Linked DNA regions of Sus scrofa: region 1 is linked to region 2. The links are chromatin contacts, called in public Hi-C maps. All regions are on one chromosome and are shown on one strand. The core of a region is the stretch at or near the end of the contact, and the rest is flanking DNA. Distances in the headings are between cores, read along the strand shown. Region 1 overlaps KCNMA1 (potassium calcium-activated channel subfamily M alpha 1). Region 2 overlaps KCNMA1 (potassium calcium-activated channel subfamily M alpha 1).

Region 1 (6,515 bases), core at 403-2,902, 110 kb before region 2:
ATAGGACTTAGGGAGAAGGGAACTGCCAGTTGCAAACTTGTCTTTCTTTTTTTTTTTTTTTTTTTTTTTTTTTTTTTGTCTTTTTGCTGTTTCTTTGGGCCGCTCCCATGGCATGTGGAGGTTCCCAGGCTAGGGGTCCAATCGGAGCTGTAGCCACTGGCCTACACCACAGCCACAGCAACGCAGAATCCGAGTCGCGTCTGCAACCTACACCACAGCTCTTGGCAACGCCGGATCATTAACCCACTGAGCAAGGGCAGGGACCGAACCAGCAACCTCATGGTTCCTAGTCGGATTCGTTAACCACTGCGCCACGACGGGAACTCCACAAACTTGTCTTTCTTGACGCTAAGGAGCGGAAGCCGTGTCAAGGACCTTTGGGGTCTGGGTGTTTCTCTGGAGGAGGCTCTGGTATCTGACTGTCCTATTCTCTTTCCTGACTGTGGGAGTGGGACATGGGGCAGGCTGGGTGACCCTAAACTTAGAGTCAGCCTGGCTCTTTTTTAAGCAGTTTCAGCTGCAAAGGGATGAAGGCAGAGGGGCTGGGGAGGCCAGGGGGTCTGGCGAAGGGTGGAAGGTGGGTTGTGAGGAGGAGACCCAGGCTGCAACCAGTACAGTGCGGCCAGAAGATGGTTCAAGTGGACACATCTGTGGCTGTGTCCCCAGAGGTGGGGTGGGGTTGCAGGGAGCATGGATTCAGCCCTGACTCTACCACTTACAGCTGCATGACCTCGGACAAGCTGCATACCCATCCGTCTCAGTTCTCTGTAAAATGGGCCTCTCCCTCCTAGTGTGCGCCCCTGCAGTGAGCTAATATGGGTTAAATGAGAGACATTTAAGAAGCACCCTAAGTACAAGCTGTTTTTGTTAACATTGCCACGTATTGGCGGTCCCAGGGCCCTGTGGAGCCTGGCGTGGGATGCGAAAGTGGAGCGGTATAGAGTTCCCATTGTGGCTCAGTGGGTTAAGAACTGGACATGGTGCCAGTGAGGATACGGGTTTGATCCCTGGCCTCCTCAGTGTGGGTTAAGGATCTGTAGGTTGCGGATATAGCTTGGATCCCACATTGCCATGGCAACTTCAACTCTGATTCGACCTCTAGCCTGGGAACTTCCAGATGCTGCAAGTACAGCACCAAAAAGCAAGCAAGCAAGCCAGCAAAGGGTGTGGGAGTTGGTGCCCAGCTCCTTCCCCAGCCATGACAGTGTGGGGGAGCTGCCTGGGGCTCCCTCTCCTGAGACAATGCTGGGGACTCTTCCAGCAAAATCCACATGTTGCCCCAGAAGCCTTATGTGTGCCACTTAGCAGAGGGCTGCCAGGCAGCTGGACCCTGTCACTGGGCCTCTCCAGGGGCATTCAAGGAAGAAGGAAGTGGGCAAAGCCTATTTGGAGACAGACAGGTCTGGCTCGAAGCCCATTGCAGTCTCTTCCTAGATGTGTAACTTCCCAGGGCCTCGGTTTTCCCATCTGGAAAGTAGGAATCCCGCCCAACTTGCTGGGGCGCTTTTAGGCTTAGGAGAGCTGAGGCTGCCATTCATGGAGTTCTTCCCGGCTGTGGCAGGTGCCAGCTCTTTGCTGCGTTTTCTGCTTGACCTTCCAGGAAGGCCTCCGGTGCAGCCCTGGTAGCTAGTGAGCACTCGGCGAAGAGCTTCTCCTTCCAGGTGGCCTCAGAGGACCTTGCAGTCCCATGTCCCCGGGCTGTGGCTGGGTGGGGTCCTGGTGAGGGAACATCCCTCTGCGGCTTCTTTGCTCCAGACGCTGGGGTAGCTGCTGTTAGAACTGCCTGTTTTTTATGGCTCTTCCCTTGTGCTCAGCCTCCAGGCTGTTTTATGGGTCACTGTGTTCTTGGAGCCACACCTTGGATGGGGCCAGGCCTCTGGGATGTTCCAGAGTCTCTATGGGCCACAGTGATACTTGGTGGCCACCCTGAGTGCCTGAGAAAGGAAGGGGCTGGGGAAGGACCAAGGCAGTCAAGCCAGGACCTAGGGTTTCCAGTGACCCTGAGCCCCTCAGAAAAAAGCATTGGGTTTCCAGGTGCCCACCTCTATTGAGAGCTGTCTGTGAATCTTTAGGAAGGGCGTGGCAGCCCACTTTCTTTGCTCCTACATCCAGTAATCTCAAAGGATTGGAAAAGGAGAATTTGATACCTTTTACAAACTAATAAATGCCATGCCTGCCAATTGTTTTTTTGAAGAGGCTAATTTTATTTTCAGTTTCTATTTCTCTGTTCCTCACTGTCTTTGATAAGAAAGGCTGTGTGTGTGTGTGTGTGTGTGTGTGTGTGTGTGTGTGTGTATCCACTAGGTTTTTTACAGGAGGCCGTTTGGAGGAGGTGGTTGAAGGCATGGGCTTAGGGTCAGACAAAAATCTTGGTTTGAATCCTGTCCCCCCACTCAGCTGTTTTGACGGTCACGTGGCCTAAATTAAACTGTGAGTGTTCACTTCCCAGGGGCCAGGGAGAGCCAGCATCCTGCCACGTAGCAGGGCAGCCCTGACAAACACTTCCTTAAGAGACATTGTTAGTGGGTCCCCATAACATCTGGCATTTATGGCACACTTTTATGTGTCAGGTGCTTTTGTAAGGGCTTCAGGTTAACCCTGTGAGGTAGGAAGCATTTTTATCCTCCTTTTGGAGATGAAGAGCTGAGGTTCAGTGACTCGTCCAAGGTCACAGCGCTGGGAAGTGGTAGAGGTGAGACTGGAAGCCAGGCAGTCTGATGCAAGTTTTATGCTCACAGTCAGCAAGCTGTGTTGCTCTGAGGCGGTGCAGAAGATCACAGCTCTGCAGCCCCTGCGGTGGGGGGTCTGTGGAAGGGGCAAGAGGTGGCACTTCCTGCTTTTCGACCGGAGCAGGTGGGTATGATGCTGTCCCAGCTGTTCTCCCCCCACCCACTTTTCTTTTTTCTTTTTTGCCACATCTGTGGCATGCAGAAGTTCCCAGGCCAGGTATCAAACCCTTGCCATAGCAATGACCTGAGCCACTGCAGTGACAATACCAGACCCTTAACCCCCTGAGCCACTAGGGAACTCCCCCACTTTTGACTCCTTCTCCTAAACAGTGGCTTGGACCCCGAAGGTTAGGGATGGGGTGTCCAGTCACTGAATGGCTCTGCATCCCCCATTCCTGCTAATGTAGATGCTTAATTGCCTGCATGTTAGGTTCTCAAGCTCTGGACCACATCCTTGCAGGGGGACACCAGAAGGACAGCTGTCCCGGCCTCATGATCAGTGGTAATGTTTTTCTCAGTCCTGGCCGCCCAGCTGCCTGCCTTGTGCTGTGGAAATCCATGCTGAAGTGGTGGAGAAAGGGAGTCCTGGACGATGGGAGGAAGCCCAGGGGAGGCTGGCCCTGCAGGGACTCCTGAGAACTCGGGCAACACCAATACCAGGGCCCGTTGCTTTATTTTTAGCCATATGAGGGGCCCCGAGGGCAACGGGGGGATGTGGGAAGCCTATTTTTTGCTCTGTCTTGCTAATGGAACCTCTAGCGTTTTTATGCCCGATTTGCTGGCTTCTGAAGTCTGTCAGGCCTGCAGCCCCATGCTGTCCTTTTCCTTCGACGCAGCTCAGAGGAACATGGATATTGGCGTCAGCTGTCACGTTCGCTGTCTCCTTCTAGGAGGAGGGTGGCTGGCTGTCTAGTTTCATCCTCTCCCCCATCCTGGGCTTGGGGAAAAGCAGCCAGCTGTTCTGCCAGATGAATGAATATTCCCAGAGGTGTTTCCTGGAACTGTTTGAGAATGTTCCCATGCGTGCCTTGCTTGCTTAGAACTCTTGAGTCCACGGGAGGGATGAGAAGGGGTTGCCTGGCAGGCGGTGCCTGCCGAGGGCTGGACGAGTGGAGGTCAGCTGCAGGATGCTGATCCCACAGCTATAGGGGTTCACAGAGTGCTGAGGAGATGGGGACCCGGTGCAACTCTAAAATGTGAGGCTGGGAAGCACTTCCTGGCTTGGTAAACTTATTTTTTTCCCTCTCCACCATCAACATAAAAACAAACCCAAACAGCAGCTTTATTGAAACATCGCTTTTATCCCATAAAGTTTACCCATTAAAATGATTTTTAGGAAGTTCCCATTGTGGCTTAATAGGTTAAGAACCTGACTAGTATCCATGAGGATGCGGGTTCGATCTCTGGCCTCACTCAGTGGATTAAGGATGTGGGCTCAGATGCGGCTCAGATCTGGCATCGCTGTGGCTGTGGCGTAGGCTGTCAGCTGCAGCGATGATTTGACCCCCAGCCTGGGAACTTCCATGTGCCACAGGTGTGGCCCTAAACAAACAAAAAAACCAGCAAAAAGAAAAAACAAACTTTTTTTTTTTTTTTTTTTTTTTTTTTTAGTATGTTTACAGAGTTATGCAACCATCGCCACTGTGTAATTCCAAACCATTTTTATCACTCCTAAAAGAAACCCCTGGGCACTCAGTCCCCATTACCTGCATTTGCCCAGCCTGGCAGCCACCAGACTGCTTTTGGTCCCTATGATTTGCCTGTTCTGGCCATTTCACATGAGTGGGGTCGTGTAGTGTGTGACCTCTCTGACCTCCATGTCATGCTCCAAGAATGAGCCTCTGTCCATTTCTCTGTGCACGTCTGCCTACCACAGACACAAGAGTCATCAGAACCTGGAAAGTTCCTATCACAGGGCATTTTTCTCTCCTAATCCAGGCTGTAGTGCCCTGGTGGTGATGGGAGATGCCATCAGATTTTGCTGTAAGCGTTGGTGGGTTTCACGTGCCTCTCTAGTTGGAGTCAATTCACAAGGCCACTCCTCGGTGTGGTGAAATGTATCAAGGATGGTCCCAGTCTCTCAGAGCTCCTTAGCATGGTATCGTTTTGGTGAAAAGCAGTGTTAGCTTTGGAAATAAAGGAACAAGGGCTGGGCATCTCCTATTCCTTGTGCAGAATTCAGCACTGCCTGGACATCAACATTAGTCTTGTCTGTGCCATGTGCTTTGGTTCTTGGTCCAAATAATTTGCCACAATCCTTGACCAGCTTGGTTTTGGCCATGTCCATGAGGGCCGAGGGGATTCCTTGAGGTCCATATGGTTGCTGGTTGAGCCACTAGCAAATAAAGTGGCCTTGATACTTAGCATGGTCTGTGGGGAGGGGAGGCACCATGGTGATGACCTTTGACAATAAATAGACCTTTGGAACTAGACTGTGGCCTCCAGATGCAGGAGCGGCTTCATCCTGGGGCTGGTGGGAATGAGCTACCAATAGATACTTTGGTTCCTGGATTATGAAGCAGGTGCAATTGTGTACTCCAAGGGTTTAAAGGTTATAGGATCCAAGTTTAAGGTGATGGCATTATTTGTGCTTGATTGACCCAGTCACAGGGAACTGTTTCCTCATCCATGTCACCAGACAGTTATGGAGTGTATATCACCTACCAGTCAACAGCACATATTTGACTTTGGCCATAGGTTTAATTGTAGCTGCTTTGATGAAATTTGGGAGAGGGTCCTTTCTTTTCACCCGTGTAGCCTTGGTTGGGAAGCAGATCATGATGGTCGTGGTGTCGGGGGATGGGAACATGTTGGTGTAGCCGTGGGACCCTTCACATGTGGCTTGGTGACCCTCGCTGTCATGTCCTTGCCTCTCAGAGGTGTGAAGCTCAGGTGAGATCCCGTTTCTGGATGTATTTTGGAACGGCGGGGAGGGCTGGCCACAAAATCCACAGGGTCAGACCCTCCTGTGCATGAAGGGCCAGGACGAAGTCTCTCCTTTGCCTGGCAAGTAAGAAAATTGCCTTTGCTCAGCGGGAGGGACCTTTAACCATCTCAGTTTGGGAAGAGTCATTAAGTGCCCATTAGGTGGCTGTCACTGTGTTAGGCAGCTTAACAAGAGGTTTTCTGCCCTGTAGCGGGAGTCAGGCAGAGTGACGGAGTGGACGGGGTGTAGGGACCAGAACATAGGCCCTTGGTGCATACTTTGGTTCTTGGTCTAAACCTAGAACAAGGGGTGTGTGTGTGTGTGGGGGTGTGTGTGTGTGTGTGTGTGGGTGTGGGTGTGTGTGGGTGTGTGTATCGTAGTAACTTCTTTCTGTATCCTAATGCCTAAGAGGGCGTTTGTCAGGACCAAGTGAGGAAATGTGCATAAAGTACTTGGCAATGCTCCATAAATCCTACCAACTGTGCCTCCTTTTCCTTTTGATTCATCTGTTACTCTCACTTCACAGGTGGGGAGACCCTGGGCCACTCTTCATGTCATGTAACAATGCCATGAGGGCCTTGTCCCCTCTGTCCACATACCTCTGGGAGTGGGGAGCTTACTACACCCCCTGCCCCCCAGGTGTCGTGTTCCACTTTGGAATAGCTGTACATGACTCTTGGAATATGTCCAGGTGGATGGTGAGGCCCGCTTCCCAAAAAGTACAGGCGTGGGGTGATTTTTCATGCCGTGGAGATGGGCTGGCTGTCCACTTGGCCTTGGCCTAATATCCCCTTCATACAGATGAAGGAAGGCCCATGGCATTTTAAGGACTGGTAAGCCTTTGGGATGGAGGTGGAGGA
Region 2 (6,437 bases), core at 2,185-4,684:
TTTACAGAAATGACCTCATCCCATCCTCATAGCCATCCCAAGAGGGAGGCGGTCTTATTCTTCTCAGTTGGTGGATGATGAATCTGAGGCACAGAGAGGTTAAGCATCTTGTCAGAAGTCACCCAGCAAAAATTAAATGGGGCTGGATGTTCCTGGCCCTGGGAACCTATGGGCTTCATCACTGCATCTGTGAATCAGCTTTAAGCTTGTATCGGAACCACCTAGAGGTCTAGGTCCCATCCTCTAGTTTCTGATTCTGATTGGTTCTGGGATGAAACCAATAATGGGATTTCTATTAAGTTCCCAGGTGATGCTCATGCAGTGGGCCAGGGGCCACACTTTGAGAACCCCACTTTATACTCACCTTTCCCATCCCAGTCTCCTTGCTGGTGAAACTAGAGGGTTGGAGTCTCCTGTGGTGAATGCCATCCTCCAATCATTCATAATTATGTTTAGTTTTGGCCAATTTAATTTTTGACAGAGCAATAGCAGTTTGATCAACTCGCCTATTGCTACTGTGTTTCTGTCACTTGTCTTTTATTTTTGACATTTTGCTGTTACATGTTTTGATGCTTTCTTACTCAGTGCATGAAGTCCTTGACTTCTAACCATTCACTGTGGATTATACTCTTTCTCAATATAAAACCCTTTGCATTGTCTAATAACTTTTTTTCTTGAAAATGTCCTTATTGGGATAGCAATGCCTCCAATGTGGCATCATTTCTTTTACCTGATTTTTGCTAACATATTTTGGTCCATGGTTAGAATTTCACCCTTATTTTATCACTTTGTTTAGGGTATATTTCTTTTAAAAGTATATAATTCTATTTATTCACTATTACACTGCATGTTTTACAGTATATAGTATATATGTGTTGTGTGTTTTTAAGAGTATAGCTGATTTACAGTGTTGTGTCAATTTCTGCTGTATAACATAGTGACCCAGTCATATATACACACATACACACACATGTATACACACGTATATATATACACACACACATTCTTTTTCTCATATTATCATCTATCATATTCTATCTTATAACATGGATGTGTAGATTGGATATAGTTCCCTGTGCTATACAATAGGATATCATTGCTTATCCATTCTAAGTGTCATAGTTTGCATCTACCAACCTCAGTTGACTATATCTTGGCCTTCTTGCTTTCTTTTCTTTTCAATGGCGAAATATGTGGCATATGGAATTTCCCAGGGCAAGGACTGAATCCAAGCTTTGGCTGCAGCAACACCGGATCCTTTAACCCACTGTGCTAGGCTGGAGATTGAACCCACACCTCCTCAGTGATTTGAGCCACTGCAGTTGTGTTCTTAACCCACCGTGCCACAGCGGGAACTCCAACTTCTGTTTTGCTTTTATGTTTCTTTGCAGACACCTTTGTCTTGCTAAAGTGAACGATTTAAATTTTTGTGTTATATACTCTTTTCAATGACTTGCAATGTTAGCTCTACCCTTGTTTCTCAGATACTTAAAATTATTCTTCAGCCATATTTTGCTAATGATTAATGTTCAGAATGAAACAGCATCTCTTGACTCCCTACCATGTAAGGTAAATAACAGTGAGATTTTATCCCCCACCCCATAATGTTACCTTTGTGCTTTTATTCTGTAGTCTGATATTTTAAATCTCTATTATTATTACATCTTTTTTACATTGTTATCTTCTCTTTAAAGAAGTCTTATTTTTAACTTTCATTTTGGTTGTGATACATCACAGTTATAACAATTATTTAGACCTAATGGATTTGAGTGTTTGTTGCCAGATCTTTATTATCATGGGCATCCCCTACATTGCATTCCTAATTTCTTTTATTTTTTTCTTTTTTTTGTCTTTTTAGGGCCGTACCTGCTGCATACGGAGGTTCCTAGGCTAGGGGTCCAATCAGAGCTATAGCCGCCTGCCTAAGCCACAGCCACAGCCACACAGGATCCAAGCCGTGTCTGTGGCCTATACCACAGCTCATGGCAACGCGGGATCCTTAACCCACTGAGCAAGGCCAGGGATTGTACTCGCATCCACATGGATTCTAGTCGAGTTTGTTAACTGCTGAGCCATAATAGGAACTCCCAAATTCCTTACTTGGATTAACATGTTTGTCATAAATATGAAAAGGTTAACACCTATAGAGCTTTCCTGAAAACTTTATTCCGATTCATTATACTTTGTTTCGTCCAGTATGAGTGACAGCTTGGCCCTGCTGTTGAGTTTTGCAGAAGTCAGATAGATACCCTCCTTGGTTTTCTTCCATTTGTAGACAATCTGCTGTCTTCTGTTTTCATGTCTTCATTATGAAATAAATATATACGTAGTTATCAGTGAGCATTTTTACCTTCAGACCTGGGTCTACCTTTACTATTAGAAAGTTGTTTTTGTGTGTGTGTGTTTTCATAGTTTGCAATTCAGTTCATTCCGAATTGGCTGCCTGTCTTCTATATCTGTCATCTTTTTGTATTACCTGCTGTCTTAGACTTCATAGTATTTCTGCTCACATCTTTCTTCTTTTTCATTTTGGCAGTGCTTTTTAAATGTGTCCTGCACAACACATCTTGTTTCAGAGATAAGTTCTCTTGATTTCTATTATAGACATAGAATAGATGGATACTTGATGCTTCCATTATCATGGGAGCCCTCATGTACTGAGAACTGTGCTCTAGGCTCCATGCTAAGCATGTGCATGCTTTACTCCATATAATCCTTAGAGCGAGTCTGGGAGGCATGTGCTTGGGTGTCCTCACTCACTGTATAGAGTGGGGAAACAGGTGCTCAGAGAGGTTGAACTCTGCCCAGCCTCCCACGGTAGGGAGTGCTGGGGCCAGGATGTAGGGTCATTCAGTTTCACAGCAGTGTCCATGCTCTTGGCCATGCTGATAGGGTGCCTTCTGGACAGTGACTCTTTTCCAGATCTCTTTGTCTTCATTTTGAGTGATACATTCTCTGCTTTTTGTGTTGAACGCTTTCACAGGTCTGGTGGGAGTTTTTGGTGGTGTTCAGCCATGAATGTGGACAGTGTTTGCCTATAAGGAGAGAGGACCAGTTCCCCTGGGTCCCTTTTACTGTCCACCTCACTGCTGATAGAAATGCTTTTCTTGGCTTTTCTACCAGGGCACTGACGTCTCACGTGATCCAGTGGATTGTAAGGCCGAGCGAATGAGCTTGATCTGTGAGTTGTTCCAGAAGGGAAACTTAATCCCTGTGATATTTCTTCCCCAAGTTTGGTGAGCCCATTGCACCATGAGCCAAATGTTTGCATCTGGCTCTCTGTTTGACCTGGCCACCGTGCCAGGTACAAACTGTGCTTGGACTTGTGCTCCTTCCTGGAGCTGCCACCTGCCATGTCAGGGACAAGCCCCTGCCCCCAGCCAGTTCTCCTCTTGGTGTACCTGCCATGTGATTCCTGGGGCTTCCCAGGGCTGTGCTGACACACGCCACCGAGGCTCCTCCATTGACGAGAGGGACCTGGTGTGTGTGGCTTCTCTGCCCTGCTCCTGGCTTACCTTCCCTTGGCAGCTCTGCTGTGTGGGTGTTTGGCGGCCCCCACCTCTGCCTCCGCAGCCGGGCCGCCCCAGGGGCCAACTGCCTTCTCTCTTTGCTCATCATTCTTTTCCTTCTGAGATTCTTTGCGCCTTCTGGCACAGTGATGGCCCCTATTCCAAGCAAGTATCCTGAGCTCTGTAAGTTCCCCAGGCTTGCTGTACTCATTTGGTTATGTCAACAGGAATCTGGACAGGAGAGCATGGCAAGCCTGTGCCAAGTTACCATGGTGACTCGTAAATGGACAGTTCCCTCTGAGGCCAGTTGAAGGGCCTTTCTTTATATCCACTGCCCTTGTTCCTGAGTGTGGGAGTGGGTGCGGGGCACCACTGCCTCCTGACTTGTCATCTCCTTACCTTCTACTTGTGTCTTTCACTTTCTCCCATTTTCCCCACCTCAGATCTTAAGTGTTAGCAGGACTGGGGGCCTCTGGATTTGACAATGAATTGGATGAGCCCATTGCAGCCTCAGCTCCTGTGACTCAGTGGCAGCATTGGTCCCAGTGGGCGAAGTCTAGCAAAACTAAACTTTCTTTTAGATCAGGAGACTTTATGATAAAGGGGTAGGTCCTCTGCCAGCTCTCCTTACACATCACAGGCTCTCAATCTAGGAACTCGGGGTAGAGAAGCCTGACTGGGGGTTTCTAGAACCCAGAGGTAGATGCTCTCATGCAGGGTTGATTCATTGTCAGGAAGCGAGAGCAGCAGTGTCGGGAGTGGACTGCGTGTGTGCTCACTCTCACAGGGCGTGAACTTGGTGTACCATTTCCAAATCTGGATCTGGTGCTCGGAACACTCACATCCTTGAGGTGTGGTTGATTGACAGTTGTTTCTACTGAGGTACCTGATACTCCAGAGGCATCAAATGTGATATGCAGACAGCCTCCCAGGCTAAGAAAGGCGGCTCTTTCCCCACTGGACGTTGATTATTCATAAATGACAGTCGATGATAAAGTACTGGCTGTTTCAGAAAATTCATTAAGCAAACAGGGCAGGGTTTTTCTAAGAAACACTAGGACAGAAAACTGAGAGGGGACATGTTCAGGTCAGTGGTTACCTCCTCAGGCAGGTTTGAGGTTTGTTCTCTGAGATGAGGCTTGTACTTGCTGGTGAGAGAGAGACAGTGGAATGTGGGAGAGGCTGAGTTTCAGGGACACAGGTACCCATGGAACACCAGGTAAAGACAGTCACTAGCTGGAAGGAGTGGGGAAAATACGTCCATGGGGGGTGTGGTGGGTGCCACCAGCCTCCTGTTGTGCCCTCTTTTGGGAAACTGACTTAAATTTTTGAATGTCTCGTAGCTTCCCTACAAAATGGGGGGGTGTTCATAGCTCCCTCAAAGGGCTGTTGTGAAACAAGTGAGCCTATAGGTATGCTGTTCTCTGGGTGCCGGATGGTCTGGCAGGGTGCTCAGAATCTCTCTCCCATCAAGAGTGCTTTTTCTAGAACGTTCTTTGTAACAGTCATGAGGTGTTTGTTTTTTTTTTTTTTTTTTTTGGCTGTACCCATGATGTGATGATGTGTGGAAGTTTGGAGCCAGGATGGAACCCAAGCCATAGCAATGATAACAATGTATCCTTAACCACTAGGCTACCAGGGAACTCCCTGTGCTCTTTTATCTGAAAGGCTGAAAGGCCTGTCCTAGATGAGGGTTTTTTTTTTTTTTTTTTTTTTTTTTTAAATTTAGGGCTGCAGCCATGGCATATGGAAGTTCCCAGGCTAGGGGTCCAATCAGAGCTGTAGCTTCTGGCCTATGCCACAGCCCTAGCAATGTGGGATCTGAGTCACGTCTGTGACCTACACCACAGCTCACGGCAACACTGGATCCTTAACCCATTGAGCAAGGCCAGGTATAGAACCCGGCTCCTCATGGATACTAACCAGTTGGATTTGTTACTGCTGAGCTATGACAGGAACTCCCTAGGTGAGTGTTTTGATTAGAAGGGCAACAGATAGATGGGATTTTGCCATCGGTAAGCTGGTAGGGAAGGGTCTGGAGTCCAGGGACAGAACTGAGGGCCAGCCAGTCTGTGGTTCAAGGATGACTTAGGGACCCCTGGCTGGGGAAGAGGAGGTGGGCCAGACTCATCAAGGCTACCTCGTAAGAGACGCTGTGCCATCCAAGGCTGTCTAGACCCAGTGGGCCTTCTTCCAAGGCCTCTAAGAGGGGCTCTACTTTAACAGACTGAGCTTGCTGAGAATCTCTGGTGGATGGTCTCAGCCAGACTTGGAGCCAGCAAGCTTCCCAGGGAGGCAGAAGTCCAGAGACTGGCAGCCTTCTGGGAGCAGCCCAGGAGCCAGTGCTCTGCTTCCTCCTTGGGGAGACAAGATGTCTGTTTCTGGCCTGAGGTCTCTTCCCATTGGGGCTGTTTCCTTCCTTTGCCTGCCCCTTGGGCTGGAGCCAGCACACAGCTATATGTGTCCACATGCACCAGCCTCCAGGGTTGGCACCCTTGGCTTTGGCTTCCTTGCTGGCGTCTCAGGGGAACATTCTAGGCGTGGGTGCATGACAAGTTTTCTTTGACAAATGAGAAGAAAGGGCCTGAGAAGTCTAAGGCCCTAGGTGGTGAGTGTTCTTGGCGCATTCACCAGCGGTGCAGAAGGTAATGGGCAGGCCACGTTATGTCCTCTGAGTGGTGAACAGGGATCAGGGGCTGTGGAGAGGGACAGTGGTGTGATAGAGATGGGACTCGATGGTAAGATCCAAGATTGGGCAGCCTGGTGCCAGAGGGCATAGAAGGGAGACAGACCACAAGTCAGGGCCACCACTGGCAAGGAGTCTGACTAGTGATGCAGGTGTGAGCCCACAAACGTCTGGGCTGGGGCAGAGCCAGGAAGTTTCTTCAGCTGTCTAGCTTACTTTTCAGGATTCTGTCCCAGTACATT

The links. A called contact is a pair of places that touch in the nucleus more often than the background predicts.
Region 1: a contact with region 2 is called in a Hi-C map of skeletal muscle, with 5 times the contacts expected there. The contact joins two enhancer-like sites. A contact is called at or near these places in 1 of 5 promoter capture datasets (liver), 5 of 47 Hi-C or Micro-C datasets (liver and skeletal muscle) and 1 of 2 datasets of contacts at active chromatin or transcription factors (skeletal muscle).

What each region holds. Positions count from the first base shown.
Region 1 is chr14:80,069,253-80,075,767 of Sscrofa11.1, reverse strand. The region is part of intron 1 of KCNMA1 (potassium calcium-activated channel subfamily M alpha 1); the gene reads left to right. It overlaps LOC110256684 (a long non-coding RNA gene), which reads left to right and starts at 4,322. Exons shown (of 2, transcript XR_002338555.1): 1 at 4,322-6,515. Within about 2 kb of position 1,652, at least 5 of the 83 cell types and tissues checked have an H3K27ac peak or open chromatin away from gene starts, as enhancers often do. A contact at or near this core is called in skeletal muscle, where this site is marked.
Region 2 is chr14:79,964,583-79,971,019 of Sscrofa11.1, reverse strand. All of the region lies in intron 1 of KCNMA1 (potassium calcium-activated channel subfamily M alpha 1), which reads left to right. Among named protein-coding and RNA genes, the nearest start is that of KCNMA1, 140 kb to the left of the region's middle. Within about 2 kb of position 3,434, at least 8 of the 83 cell types and tissues checked have an H3K27ac peak or open chromatin away from gene starts, as enhancers often do. A contact at or near this core is called in skeletal muscle, where this site is marked.